Regions from separate parts of the Gossypium hirsutum genome. Here regions 1, 2 and 4 are each linked to region 3. The links are chromatin contacts, called in public Hi-C maps. All regions are on one chromosome and are shown on one strand. The core of a region is the stretch at or near the end of the contact, and the rest is flanking DNA. Distances in the headings are between cores, read along the strand shown.

Region 1 (2,985 bases), core at 92-2,591, 150 kb before region 3:
CTATACTTTGAGATTTCATCCCAACATTTGAACCACATCTTGCTACCACTATCACCAAGGAGACCAGCCTTGGGGTCCTTAAATTCACCATTAATGGACCAGTTCATTAAAATCATAGATGCTATCCAGCAACATAACATCCAAACCAGATGCCCCACCTTTAAACCAAACCCAAATACATGGAGCAAACTCATCCAAGAAACAGTGACCAATTACCAGCTAACTAAGCAAACAGTAACCCCCGCCCTTAGCCTGAAAGTGGGTCTTACTTGCTTGTTAATTCCAGCTAGAAAAGAGAGAGACCCATTGTCAAATCTATAGAAAACTGTCTAGTAAAATCCAACATCACCAGAAAACCTCAAGAACCTTGGGATAAGAGAATAAAATATTTAAAAAAACAAACCCAGCAAACTCCAAATTGACTACAAGACAGAAGGTGTTGTAACCGTGCGGGAAAGAAAAAAAACAAAAGATGCCATCTTATCCAGCACTACACCCTCTAATAACTGAGAAATGCAAGATATAGGACCTTGAATTGAGGAAGACCATGGAAATTTTTCACAATTACCATAAAAGAAAAAGAGAAAGAGAGAGAATGAAAGAATCCCTCTAGATTCTGAGTTTCAATTTTCTAACCACCACCCAAATCCCAGAACAAGAAAAAGACTAGGCCAAAATGTCCAGAAAAACAAAAGGGTTCCAAAACTAGATATCAAATCAATAAAAACTTAGCTAACATAATCTTCCTCAAGCCAAAAGAATCTGACAGGAAATCCTTAAATTCCTAAAATCAAGCACCAAGACAGCAATTAAACATGTGGATTTTATTGTTTGATCCCCCAGACCCAAACTTCACCTGTAACAACACCCTGTTGAGATCTATCAACAGAATTTTCGAGCTGATTTTTAATACAAAGTAATCTTATTATTTACTAAACATGACACTTTGCTGCTGTAGTTGAAGAGGGAAAAGAAGAACATAAGAAGAGTGGGATTAATGGACATCAACGATTGAAAGAATCTATGAAAGGAAGATGAGAAGAATATGGTTGTAGAAATGTCTGCTAGCATAGGCCATTATCTCTACCCATACCATTCACGACACCCCAACCCCCCCTAATTTAATAATACTACTACTATTTTACTCAAAAAAATAATATGAATTTAAATTCAATGCTTACAAATGTATTTAATTTAACATTTCATTTTCTACTACTATCACTGTTCACTAATGCAATCTTATCTTATTCTTTCTTTTTTTCCCCTTTTATTTAATTTATGAACTAATTCAATTAATAAGAGTTGGAACCTCCCCCAGCATAAAATGAGAAAACCATATTTTTTATATTTAAGTATCATTGGTGATTTATTTATACCGGTGTAAAATAAAAATAGTTTTACACAATTTTATAATTTTTATATGATTAATATTATGTCAATCCAACCGTCATATCCATTCTTCGATCATGTATGTTAAGTTCGGCATAAATTAAAATTTTCCAACTATTCATTTTATGAAAAAAAAATTCAAACAACTAAATATATATTAATATAGATAATATTTTAGATCAATATGATAGAAATATTGATCGATTCAAAAGTTTGCTTGTATGACAAGAACAAATATATTGAAAAATTTAATGGTTAAATTGTTAAAATATCCATAATAATAATTATGAAAAGATATAAAACTACCCTATTTTATAAATTTAATAATAAATATATAAATCAATACTATTTTGCATCATCCATAAATAAATTACCCATTTAAAATTATTATAAATAAATAAAATAATAGTTTTTAATTAACATCTTATTATTTATTAACAATGTGTTAATTTATGTGCTATTCATAAAACAAATATAAATTTCTAAAAAAATTAAATATAAATTTTTTGAGTTTTTTTTCCATTTGTATGTTTAAGGACGTTGAAAAATAATATATATTAAATTATGGTACATTTGGGAAATAATTTTAAAAGAATATATTATTAAAATTTTATATAAAAATTAAATGAAATTTTAATTGAAATGATAAAGTTCAATATTTAAAATCTAATTCAGTTAATTCGTGACACCAATTATATTAGAAATTTTAAGTATAACTAGATTATGACACCCATAATGTAGATGAAAAAAAATATTATGTAACAAAATATACTTATTAAAAGTTTATGATGCTTTGGTTGAAACTTGAAATGCAAATTTTAATTTTATAGTGTGTTTTTTTTTAATTTTATTGTGTATAAATTTTAATTGATTTATAAAAATTTAAATGAGCAAAAATACTCTCATAATAATATAACTTACTTTATATAAAAAAAATGTATTTTTAGTAATCTCTCAACTGGGTTGAAATTTGATTGATGAGTGGCATCACCTCAATTAAAGTCGAAGATAATAAATACATAGATAAAGATATATGTTATGTTAAAAATATATTCTTTTAAATTTTATTTAATAATGAATATAAGTGGGGTGGTAATAATTTTTTATTTTAATACTATTAAATGCATTCGATCCTTGGATTTGTAATTTGTAATGTTCTTATTTAAAGATGATATAAACTAATAAAAAAAAAACAAAAGAGCAATCATAATAATATTAAGGGTAAACTACCCCATTAGTCACTCTAAATAGGAGTAATTCTTATTTTGATCACTCTAATTTTTTTTTGTAATTTGGTCACCCAAAAAAGAAATTGATTAAATTGATCAAGTACTAATAAATGGTATTGGAATGCTAACTATGCATTCCATGTTAGTCACACTAATATTAGGAAAAAATATCTATTAGTCTTTCTAAATAAGGTCATTCCTATTTTGGTCACCTCAAACAATACATGAAAATGTACCAGTAGTTTTTTCGTTACCATTTTATGGTGGAGTGACTAATTTGATCAAATTCTTTTTTTGGAGTGACCAAAATAAGAATGACTACTATTTAAAGTGACTAATGAGATAGTTTACCCTAATATTAATTATA
Region 2 (3,355 bases), core at 249-2,748, 130 kb after region 3:
AAGCTACCTCTTCGAGTGTGATTGTACACTCACCGTATGGAAGATGAAAAGTGTGTGTCTCCAGTCTCCATCTTTCCACCTAGCGCTGATGAGTGTAGGGTCGAGTTTATAGCCCCCGAGCATACAAAACGCATGCAAGAATCCCACGTTTTGTAAGTAACCATGAATTTCGGTGTTTGAGCTCTTTGACAAATTATGTATGAACCCCTCCAAAACACAATCATCCGCCTATTTATATTAAAAATAAAATATTTTAAAATTTTAAAAACTTTAAATTTAACTTAATTGAAAATAACGAAATTTAAAATTTCTCCTTACCATTATCACTTGAGCGGTGGAAATGTGCTTATTGCTGAAACGAATTAGAGAGCTTGTCATTACTGAAATTTTAACTGAAATGAATATACAAAATAATTAAATAAAACTATAGTATTTTAAATAAAGTGTGTAAGAAAATGTCGAATAAAAATGGTAAGAATTGAGAGAACTGAGAGAGTTGAGAGAATTGAGAGTTTAGAGAGAGACTTGGATTTGAGTGAAAAGAATAAAAAATGACTTGGTATTTATAGGAAAAAAATATTACCGTTGGCCTTTTTAAATAATTTTACCATTTCCAATGTTTAAAAAGTCGTTAGGGAAAATGACCGTTGGAGGAAAGTGTCCCCAGCTGAATGTGCTTTTACACACTCTCTCCAAAATTGACCTATTTCCATAATTTAAAAAAAAACGACCTAAAAGGCTAACTAAAAAAAAGAATAAGACATACTTAACTTATTTAGCCTAATTTTATAAATTTTTATTTTATAGTTGTCATCCAAAATACCTATAAACTCTCTTGTAAGCAAATATATTTTTAGTTTTATAAATGGCTTGTTTCATCATATAAAATTTTGCACATTAAAAATGAATAATAAATGTAGAAATTCTAAAATTTATGCAAATAATGCTATTGTTGCCTCTACTTCTTATGAATTATCATCTTTAATTAATTTTTTAAAAATTTTAATTATTAATAATTTTTTCTATATTCATTTTTCTCGTGTTACATAATTTGCTAATGATAAATATGAATTTTTGGTGTCTATTGAAAAATATTATAGCGTAACGATAAATGTTAATTTAGTTTTAATGGTTTATAGCTCAACTTTGGACTTATAGCGGAATGATGTACCTAATTAAATCCTAAAATAAATGTTATGGCCTTCCATCACGTGGACAATTTAACAGAGTTTCTTTCAAGAATGGGTTCTTTCGAATTTTTTTTTGAGATAAATCACAGATTGGGCTTTAATTAAACTATTAATTACACAAATAGTCCTAGAAAAATAAATAGAGCAAGCCTAGTAACCAGACTAGGCCCAACGAAAGGAAAAACAAAACAAACTAAAAGGAAACCTAATCACCTAGAAAATGAAAAAAGGAAACAATCTCTACAGCACATTAATTCAGCCGTTCCATCTGCCCAATCAGTATTAAAAGTCAATACACATCTTGTCACTTCAACATCTTTTCTACTTCAAGACGTTTTGAATCACCCGAGAGCTTTGTATAGTCACTTTGATATCTGCCCTTCTCCGATTCCTTTCCTCCATTTCTCCCTTTTCCTGCTTCAATTTGGTTCTCTCACCCTTTCGTTTTCTGCTTGAAATTCTGCAACTCCAGGGACTCGTCCGACCAGGTAACCTCCTTTGTTAATCTTAATCGCTTCAGTTGCTAAAATATGCGCGAGGCTATTTGTTGATCTTGGGATATGCTCGAACTTACATTCCTTAAAATATAACAAAAGCTGATGGATGTCATGAATAAGCGCACTAACCAGTGATTTATCTGGGCTTTTTGTTTTGCATTTCTTTATTATTGATAAAGAGTCTCCTTCAATAATAACTCTTTCCCACTGCATGTGAACTCTGATCTGGAGAGCTTTCCGACACGCGATTGCTTCCGCTCCAAAGGCTGAGGAAACCCTTTGATGAACCTCCGAACAAGATAAGAGAACTGAACCCTCTTTATCTCTGGCCACAACTCCGATAGCCGCTTTATTTTGTCCTCTTTCATATGCTGCATCAAAATTGATTTTGACAAAACTGTCCATTGGTTTTTCCATTTTTTAACAGTTATGGAAGTTTGTCGACTATTTTTACCAACTGAATCTAACTCTAAAATGTAGCTATTAACAAATCTCCCTATTTCTTTTCCAGATTTACTCCCTTTGTTGTGCAGTCTGTTATTCCTATCTCCCCAAATGGCCCATACTGCAACACAGAAGATCCGACGCTGGGATGCCAAGCTTTGTGTAAAAACCCAGGTTAACCACTGTAGAAACCCCATCTGGTTTTCCTGCTCATATTTATGAAATGATAACTCTCTCCACACTGATATTGTAACAGGGCATTCTCGAAAAAAAATGTTCCATAGATTCAGATCTAGAGCCACAACGAGGACACATTGATGTATCCGTTAGTCGTCTAAGTAGCATATTAAACTCGAGTAGCTAGGAAATTCCAAGAGATCTTCCAATGTGTAATTTTTATTTTTGAAGGTAGATTAAGTAGCCATAATTTCCTGTAGAAGTCTTTATAGTCAGCTTGTAAAGCATAAGCTCTAGGATCATTTGCAATACTTTGTAATAGTTTATAGGCGCTACGAACTGTGAACTCACCCGACGCTTCAGCACTCCATACTTGGAAATCTTCATGTGGTCTTTCAGCCAGCGGGATACTGAGAATCATGTCGGCTACATCCTCCGGAAAGGTATACTCTATCAACTCCTTTTTCCATGTTCTACTGCTTGAATCAATTAATTCCGCAACATTACTATCATTCAAATTCGTATTTAAAACTAGTAATCTATCACGCGGTAAAACTGGAATCCAATAATCACGACTGATTGAAATATTTGTACCTTTACCCACCCTCCAACATAATCCCTTAGCGAAGACACCCTTAGTAGCCCAAATACTTTTCCAAGTATACGAAACGTTATTCCCCAATTGTGAATTTAAAAAATCAACTTTTGGAAAATACTTTGCTTTTAATACTTATGCTACTAAAGAATTTGGATTGTACAAAATACGCCACCCCTGTTTAGCTAGAAGGGAGATATTAAATTGGGCCATATTTCTGAAACCCAATCCACCCTCATCTTTAGGACGGCATAAATATTTCCACTGACACCAATGAATACCTCTTCTTCTATGCGCTTTCTGCCACCAAAATTTAGCAAATATGTTTTCAAATTCCCCACAAAAAGTCTTTGGTAGTAAGAAACACGACATAGCATAGGTTGGAATGGCCTGTAACACTGATTTAATAAAGGCTTCTTTACCTCATTGGGATAACAATCTAGTACTCCACC
Region 3 (3,345 bases), core at 520-3,019:
AAGTAAGAAAATTGTTTCTAGTTTTGTGTTTGATTTATGATTGTTCGAACCACACTTGAAGCAGTTCGTAGTATGAGAATAGCGGAGAAGATCGTTCAGTTGAAAACTGAGAACTTTTAGGATCCGTCTTGCTCAAAGTACATGTATTATTTTGGGATAAGTTTATTGCTATAGATATCACAAACTGGCCCGATTTTCAAAATTTTTATTTTTCCACTGTGCAAGAAAATTGTTTTCAAACATAATTTTTTTTTCTATCAGAAACAACAATTAACCTTACATAGAAGTGGTTGGCAATGGAGAAACCTAAGCTTCCTTTTCTTTTCTTATTCACGTTGGGAGAAAAGAAGATGAACGAAAGAAAAAAAATGTTATCATTTCCTCTTTCCACTCGCTTATATATATATATATATATATATATATATATACTCAACTTTTAATTAAACTACTAATCACTAATCTAATGGTTATTATTCTTCCTTAATTAAGCAAGTGGGAAGGGATGACCAAGATCATCTCATGCCACTAGCCAAGTTTTAACTATCCGTAAATCACAAACAAGTCCTTGGAAAAATTACCATTAAAGTCTTTGCTCAATCCTTAATCAATTCTCTCTACTTAATCACTTTGCAATTTAATCTGTATACTATAATTAATATCTAATTAATTTAATCACTTGACACTTTGATTTTATAAGTTGATATACATCACATGAACTCTTCAAATAAAATTCTTGGTTTAGCTTGAATTCAGTCTCGAAATCGACTTTTCTAATATCAACGAAAATTAGATCTTTACAGTTAGAAATATATCTACTATAATTTATACTATTATTAAACTCCTGACTAAGTTAGTGTTACGAGTCAACCAAACACCAATTCAATTAGATAAATTATAAAAATGTTATTATGTATTTAAAAATGTTATATTACCCTAAGCATGTTGGTCTTTTATTTTTTTTTAAATTCAATAAATATTTCATATATTGTGGGATTTGAGTTATCTAGGCCGATAAAATTTTAACTTTACCTCTCAACCAATGCTTATCTTAAAATGTTTTATACATTTTAATTTTATTAGGTGCACAATTACATCCATCAATTGTATATATTGATTATCTTATTAATTAAGTTGGTGTCATAAGTTTACTTGTCATCAACTCAAAATTGATCATAAAACCATAATAAACAATTGTAGTGCATTTAATATTCTTAATCTAATATATTTACGTGTTTAAATTCTATTTTACTCACAATTTAATCTAATTTTTTTCATTCGAATATCATACATATCACATGTGTTATTATTAATTAGTTTCAAATCATAAGATTTATTATTTATTTATGTTATTTTTAAACACATATATATTCTAAATATGTAGTTGTCACATGTATACATGTATAATAGAATTTCTAATATTATTTATAAACTTACAAAAAAATTAATTTTCAATAAATTTCTAATTCAGTTGTTGTCACTTAACTTATCGACACCAAAATCTATTTTTATGTAAGTATAGATATTTTATATAGATTTAAATATAATAAGGTAAAATGACTATATTATTCCAAAAACAGGAACTTAGAAAATATTTTTGGTTTTTGGTAAAGTAGTAAAACCAATTTAAGAGTTAAAATTTAACCATGGTTAAGATTCTCAACCAATTATAATGTATTAAGCAAAGTAGAAAACCCATTTAAAGAGTTAAAATTTAACCAGGATTAAGACTCCTAACCAATTATTATATAAAAAAAAATGGTTAGGGCTAACAAGAAAAATTGCAAAACGAAAACACAAAGAAAATTCCCATAGCATCAAATCTATTTTCATAAAAAGCATAATAAAATCCTTTTATGGTTTTTGGTTATTAGGGAAGGGGCCTGTCCTGTTCGGGTTAAGAGGGGGTTTTGGGAAAAAGTCCAGTTTTTGGGGATTTTTTTTTAAAAAGGTTTGATAGAGAAAAGAGTGGTATAAAAAGGAAACAAAAATTGGTGATGGAGGTATGTCCATGGTGTCTTTCTGGTACTAAAGAATGTTCCATCTACTAGTGCTGTTCTTATTGTAAGGTAAAAATTTAACTCTTTTATTCATAAGTTAATCGCTTGATGTACTAAAATTTCTGGGTTTTAATTGATAAATCATGATCCCCCTTTGTTCGGTTTGAATTTTTTGTTTGCATAGGCTGAGTTAGAAGCTTGATTATAACGTAGATCCATGGATGTTGCTTGCGTGTTTATTTGGATTAGTTTGATTCTTGAACATTTCTTTATTACCACTCGACGTATCCGTCTACGATAATTGCCGGATTATTCGCGTTGGAGAATGTTCTTATTTTATTGCATTTGACCCAGTTGTTGCTTTGCATTTCAATCTTCGATGAAGGACCTGACTTGTATTGTTTGCACTTTTGTACGCTTTCCCTTTTTCTGAATGATTTTTCCTATTTTTGATGATTTGGGCAGTGTTTGTATGGTGTTTTTCATTAAGCCTTGGGCTTTTTCTTTTCTTGTAAAGTACGGGAAAGAGTCTAGGTTGAGGGTGGCTGAGATATTTAAGAGTTGTCTGCTGGTGACTCTTTTATCAGAGAGCAACGCTGGGAAAGGGAAATGGAGTGCAATAAGGATGAGGCCACTAGAGCTAAAGAGCTTGCTGAGAAGAAGTTCATAGCAAAGGATATTAATGGAGCAAAGAAATTTGCTTTGAAAGCCCAGAATTTGTATCCTGGCCTGGATGGCATTCCCCAAATGATAGCAACACTCAATGTTTATATTTCTGCGGAGAACAAGATCAATGGAGAAGCAGATTGGTATGCTGTGCTCGGTGTGAATCCACTGGCTGATGATGAATCGGTGAGGAAGCAATATAGGAAACTGGCACTAATGCTTCACCCTGACAAAAATAAGTCTATAGGAGCTGAAGGGGCATTTAAACTTATTTCAGAGGCTTGGAGTTTGTTGTCTGATAAGGGTAGGAGAGCAGCATATGACAAGAGGAGGTATGCAAAAGTAACGCAAACAGTTCCAACACCTAGTGGGAGTTCAAAGGCGTCAAAAGCGGCAAATGGCTTTTACAACGCTGCCAAGACAAGCACTTCAAATGTGAAAACTTCCAAGAGTAGTAACCCTCATGCAGCTCAGTCATCGACCCCTTCTGGTCGTTCGTCAAATACTGCTGCTGGTCAGTCATCAAACCCTGCATCATTTCATAAGCCAAAACCAAATACCTTCTGGACTATCTGTCATCGGTGCAAGATGCATTATGAGTATCTGAGAGTTTATCTTAATCATAATCTATTGTGCCCCAACTGCCATGAGCCATTTTTGGCTGTAGAAACTGCTCCCCCAA
Region 4 (3,438 bases), core at 792-3,291, 240 kb before region 3:
TGAACCAATCAGTCCCTGAAATATGGTGAGATATGGAAACCATAATGGAACACGAAACATAATCAACCCCCAAATAAAACAAAATTCCAAATTTCATTTAAGCCTAAAATAGGCAAAAACGTGTTTTAAATCCTCAGGCATTGTACTCCCATCCCTTGATTAATCATCGTCTTCACGCGTAGTTCAACCTGAATATGTCATTCAACACATAAAAGCTTCCCTGTGGCGTTGGCATCAAATGAAACATCTGATAGCAGAATGCAACATAAAGACAACCTAGGTTAGTAAAGTTGTTAATGAAACTGAACCAAGGCATTGGTGGATGCAATATCTATTAGTTTTCTAAACATAACATTAAAAACATAATGTCTTTGCATTCATAATTTTAGGCAACATAAAACAGTTAACTACTATGTTGCTCAAATTGGGGTGTTAATGTCGATGTCTGAATATTCAATTTCCTAAAGTTATAAAATTTAGAGGATCTTGGAGGCTCATATCCCCATATCTATACCCAAAAATATGTTGAATACAAATGTGTACTTCAAAAAAAATGTAATCTGGGATAAACATTGTTTAACTATCAACATAGATGAAACACATATATAAGTTTGCTCCACGTGAATGAAAGACATAAACCATAAGGAAATCATCAATGTCTCCAGGTGAGGAGGGGGGGTGTGGTAGTGGATTTTCTTTTATATCCAGTAGAGTCGCAAGAAACAACATCAAGGGAGATGGCAGATAATTGTTCAGAGTGAGCACTGAGAGGACCTCTGTCACTTATGCGAAAAGGACAAGTATAAAAATGAAATAAGTACTAGCAAAGGGTGCAATAAACAAAATGAAACAAAAGCAAGCTCTTGAATGCAGAGTCTATAGTACAATTACCTACACAACTACGGCCCACACCACGCTTATAGCAAGAGGAGAGGAATATCCAGGAGCGACAGGGTCCAAATAATTGATGACAAGGAACATGTAAATGTGCAGTTCCAGGTTGCAAAACAAAGTAAAAGTGGAGCAGGTTCTATGGAAAGATGGTGGATCCAAAAACAAATCCACATCTTCCAAAACGTATTATGCACAATGAAATCGGGTTTATAGCCGAAATAACATTTTTTTTACTTTAACCAATCCCATCAATATAGATGCAAAATGAATGAAAAATGTGCAATTCCTGGAACTGTAATCTTAAGCAAATCCGATGAGCATTAAGGCTTAAACATCACAGATAGGACCATTATTAAGATCCCATAGAGAACATTTCGATTACCGCTCCCACTTCAGTCAGATCAAAACACCAACTTAAAAGATCCACTCCACCAATATGAAATGGAATCGTGAAATTAACACAAGGATATAACCGATGAATTCAAGAGTGACACATAAGATCAGCAGTAGATGGCTGAGCTAATAAGAAAATACCTGGCTAAACTTGAGAGCATGCTGCTCGCCAGCGAGTTGGAGGTTACCGCTGACGAATACGAGCATGCCGCCGGAGCCGGAAGGCTGGCAATCGACGGTGGTGATGTTGTGCTTGCACTGCTGGAAAGGAAGGCTGGTGAGCTTAGCCACGATGCTCTGAGAGCCCTGGATCTTTTGACCTTCGAAGGTCAACATGGAACCTTCCTGGTAGAGATTGGCTAAACCGGCCCGGTTGGCATCGAATGTGGAGTAGTAGTGCTCGACGAAGGCCTTGGCTACTGCGTCTGGATCCATCTCACTCTTTTTTTTTTCTTTATATGAAATTGAGTTGTGGCTTCTAAATCACGCCACCAAAGCAGCAGCAGCAGCCAACAGAATGAAGAAGAAGAAGCAGAAGAAGAAAGAGAGGCGACTGGCGAGCCAAGATTTGAGAGAGGGTTTTCCTTTTTTATCTCTCTCTTTTTTTCTTATTTATAATAATAAATAATAATGTGTATTTATAGGAGGATTTATCCAACGGTTCATTTTGAATCATGAAAAAATTAATATCAAAATCAAACAGTGGATGCCTGCCGGAGTGTTTTTCTAAATTTCATTTTTTTCATTTCTTTTATTTATCAGTCACTGTAGAAAGGCCCCTCTCTTATAAACCCTCTTTTCTTTGCGTCAATGTAACGCAGCTAAGCCAAGCAAATTTATTGGTAAATCTTAAGAATAGTCCCTCTACTTATCAATTTGTTTGGATTTAATTCATTACTTTTGTTTGATTGAATCTTTACTTTTTGAATGACTCATTTTCAGTCCATTGGATAACTTTTCTTTCATTAATTCCGTTTAAAATTGAAGTATAATTACCAGTTTAACCTCTAACATTTATAACTTTTGTCAATTTAGCATCTGCTTTTTTTTCCTTTTTACTATCCTGAACCCTTTTTATCTTTTGAGTTTTTATCAAATTGAAAAATTTCCACTACAATTTAACAAAACCATTAGAAATTATACCATATGTACAAGTACATTATAATTTCCGTGCTACTATTTTGTTGTGTATGTCACTCAGCAAGTAATTTAAAATTAAAAAATTTCAAAATATATAAAAATTATAAACATTTTTGTTATACCCCTGCTCTGGTTAGATATGTAACCCCAAGAGAAATGATCTAAGAGGCCCCTACAGATGAACTTCCAGTTAATCACCTCATAATCAACCACTAACATACTTCATGCCACCCATAGGAAAGCCACCCCACCCGCCTCTGACCGCTTGTTCATTATACTTAGTCCATCGATCGCGTCGTACACCTATATAAGCTTGAAAATTGAATTTATACTTAAGAATAAAGCCCATTTAAAAAATAAATTAGGCTTCGGGTAAAGTTTTTTCAGCCCAAGCCTAGCCTGATTTTATTAACCTAAATATTTTACCCTGTTCCCAGCAGACCAAGTTCCTCATATTCCTTTTTCCCTTCCCAATCCCTAATTCCCTTTCCGATCTCTATTTCCCCTTCCCTAATCTTTAATGACTAAATTTATTTTTTGCTTCATACTTCTTCGCCACTGCTGCTTCCTGCTTCATTTGTCACCACTACTTCTTCCTGCTTCCTAGTTTTCTTTTCTTTTATTTTCAAGTTGAGAGGAAAAAGAAAAAAAAAAAGGGAACCTGATCGAAGGTTGAGAAGTTATCAACAATAAACCCATACTTCTGCTTTGTAGATTGTTTTCTTTATAGTTGGGAAGGCTTATTATGACTAGTACTATCATTAATCGAAGCAGTGCTTCCCTCTCCGAAAGTAGAAACTTGTAACGGTGCGGCGGCCATGGATGGTCTGTTTAGAAAGAAAATCACCCATCTCAATTTCTTTTTCGTCGTCTTCTTTTCTTTGATAAAATTAGTTTATTTATATCATATTATTCTAAACAAGCATAATAAAGAAAAATAGTAAACGTTTTAAGGGGTTTTGTGAAGCAAGAATATATATACACATTGGCTTACCTCATTTCATCAAAGCT

Evidence for each region. Hi-C and Micro-C count contacts between places; a contact is called where the count stands out from the background.
Region 1: a Hi-C map of leaf shows a contact between it and region 3, with 4 times the contacts expected there. The contact joins the promoter of LOC107909856 here to the promoter of LOC107909858 in region 3. A contact is called at or near these places in 7 of 34 Hi-C or Micro-C datasets (callus, hypocotyl and leaf).
Region 2: a contact with region 3 is called in a Hi-C map of leaf, with 3 times the contacts expected there. The contact joins the enhancer-like site here to the promoter of LOC107909858 in region 3. A contact is called at or near these places in 15 of 34 Hi-C or Micro-C datasets (callus, fibers, hypocotyl and 3 more).
Region 4: a Hi-C map of leaf shows a contact between it and region 3, with 2.4 times the contacts expected there. The contact joins the promoter of LOC107909855 here to the promoter of LOC107909858 in region 3. A contact is called at or near these places in 4 of 34 Hi-C or Micro-C datasets (all in leaf).

Annotation. Positions count from the first base shown.
Region 1 is chrD02:56,366,605-56,369,589 of Gossypium_hirsutum_v2.1, forward strand. LOC107909856 (histidine kinase 3) reads right to left here and starts at 1,342. Exons shown (of 11, transcript XM_016837543.2): 1 at 1-1,342. The coding sequence starts at 194.
Region 2 is chrD02:56,648,388-56,651,742 of Gossypium_hirsutum_v2.1, forward strand. No RefSeq gene overlaps it. Among protein-coding and RNA genes, the nearest start is that of LOC107908280, 16 kb to the left of the region's middle. Within about 2 kb of position 1,499, at least 8 of the 9 cell types and tissues checked have an H3K27ac peak or open chromatin away from gene starts, as enhancers often do. A contact at or near this core is called in fibers, hypocotyl and leaf, where this site is marked.
Region 3 is chrD02:56,513,245-56,516,589 of Gossypium_hirsutum_v2.1, forward strand. LOC107909858 reads left to right here and starts at 1,770. Exons shown (of 2, transcript XM_041088845.1): 1 at 1,770-2,066; 2 at 2,182-3,345. The coding sequence starts at 2,607.
Region 4 is chrD02:56,277,525-56,280,962 of Gossypium_hirsutum_v2.1, forward strand. LOC107909855 (nuclear transport factor 2A) reads right to left here and starts at 2,042. Exons shown (of 2, transcript XM_016837541.2): 1 at 1,429-2,042; 2 at 1-247. The coding sequence starts at 1,722. The coding sequence ends at 173.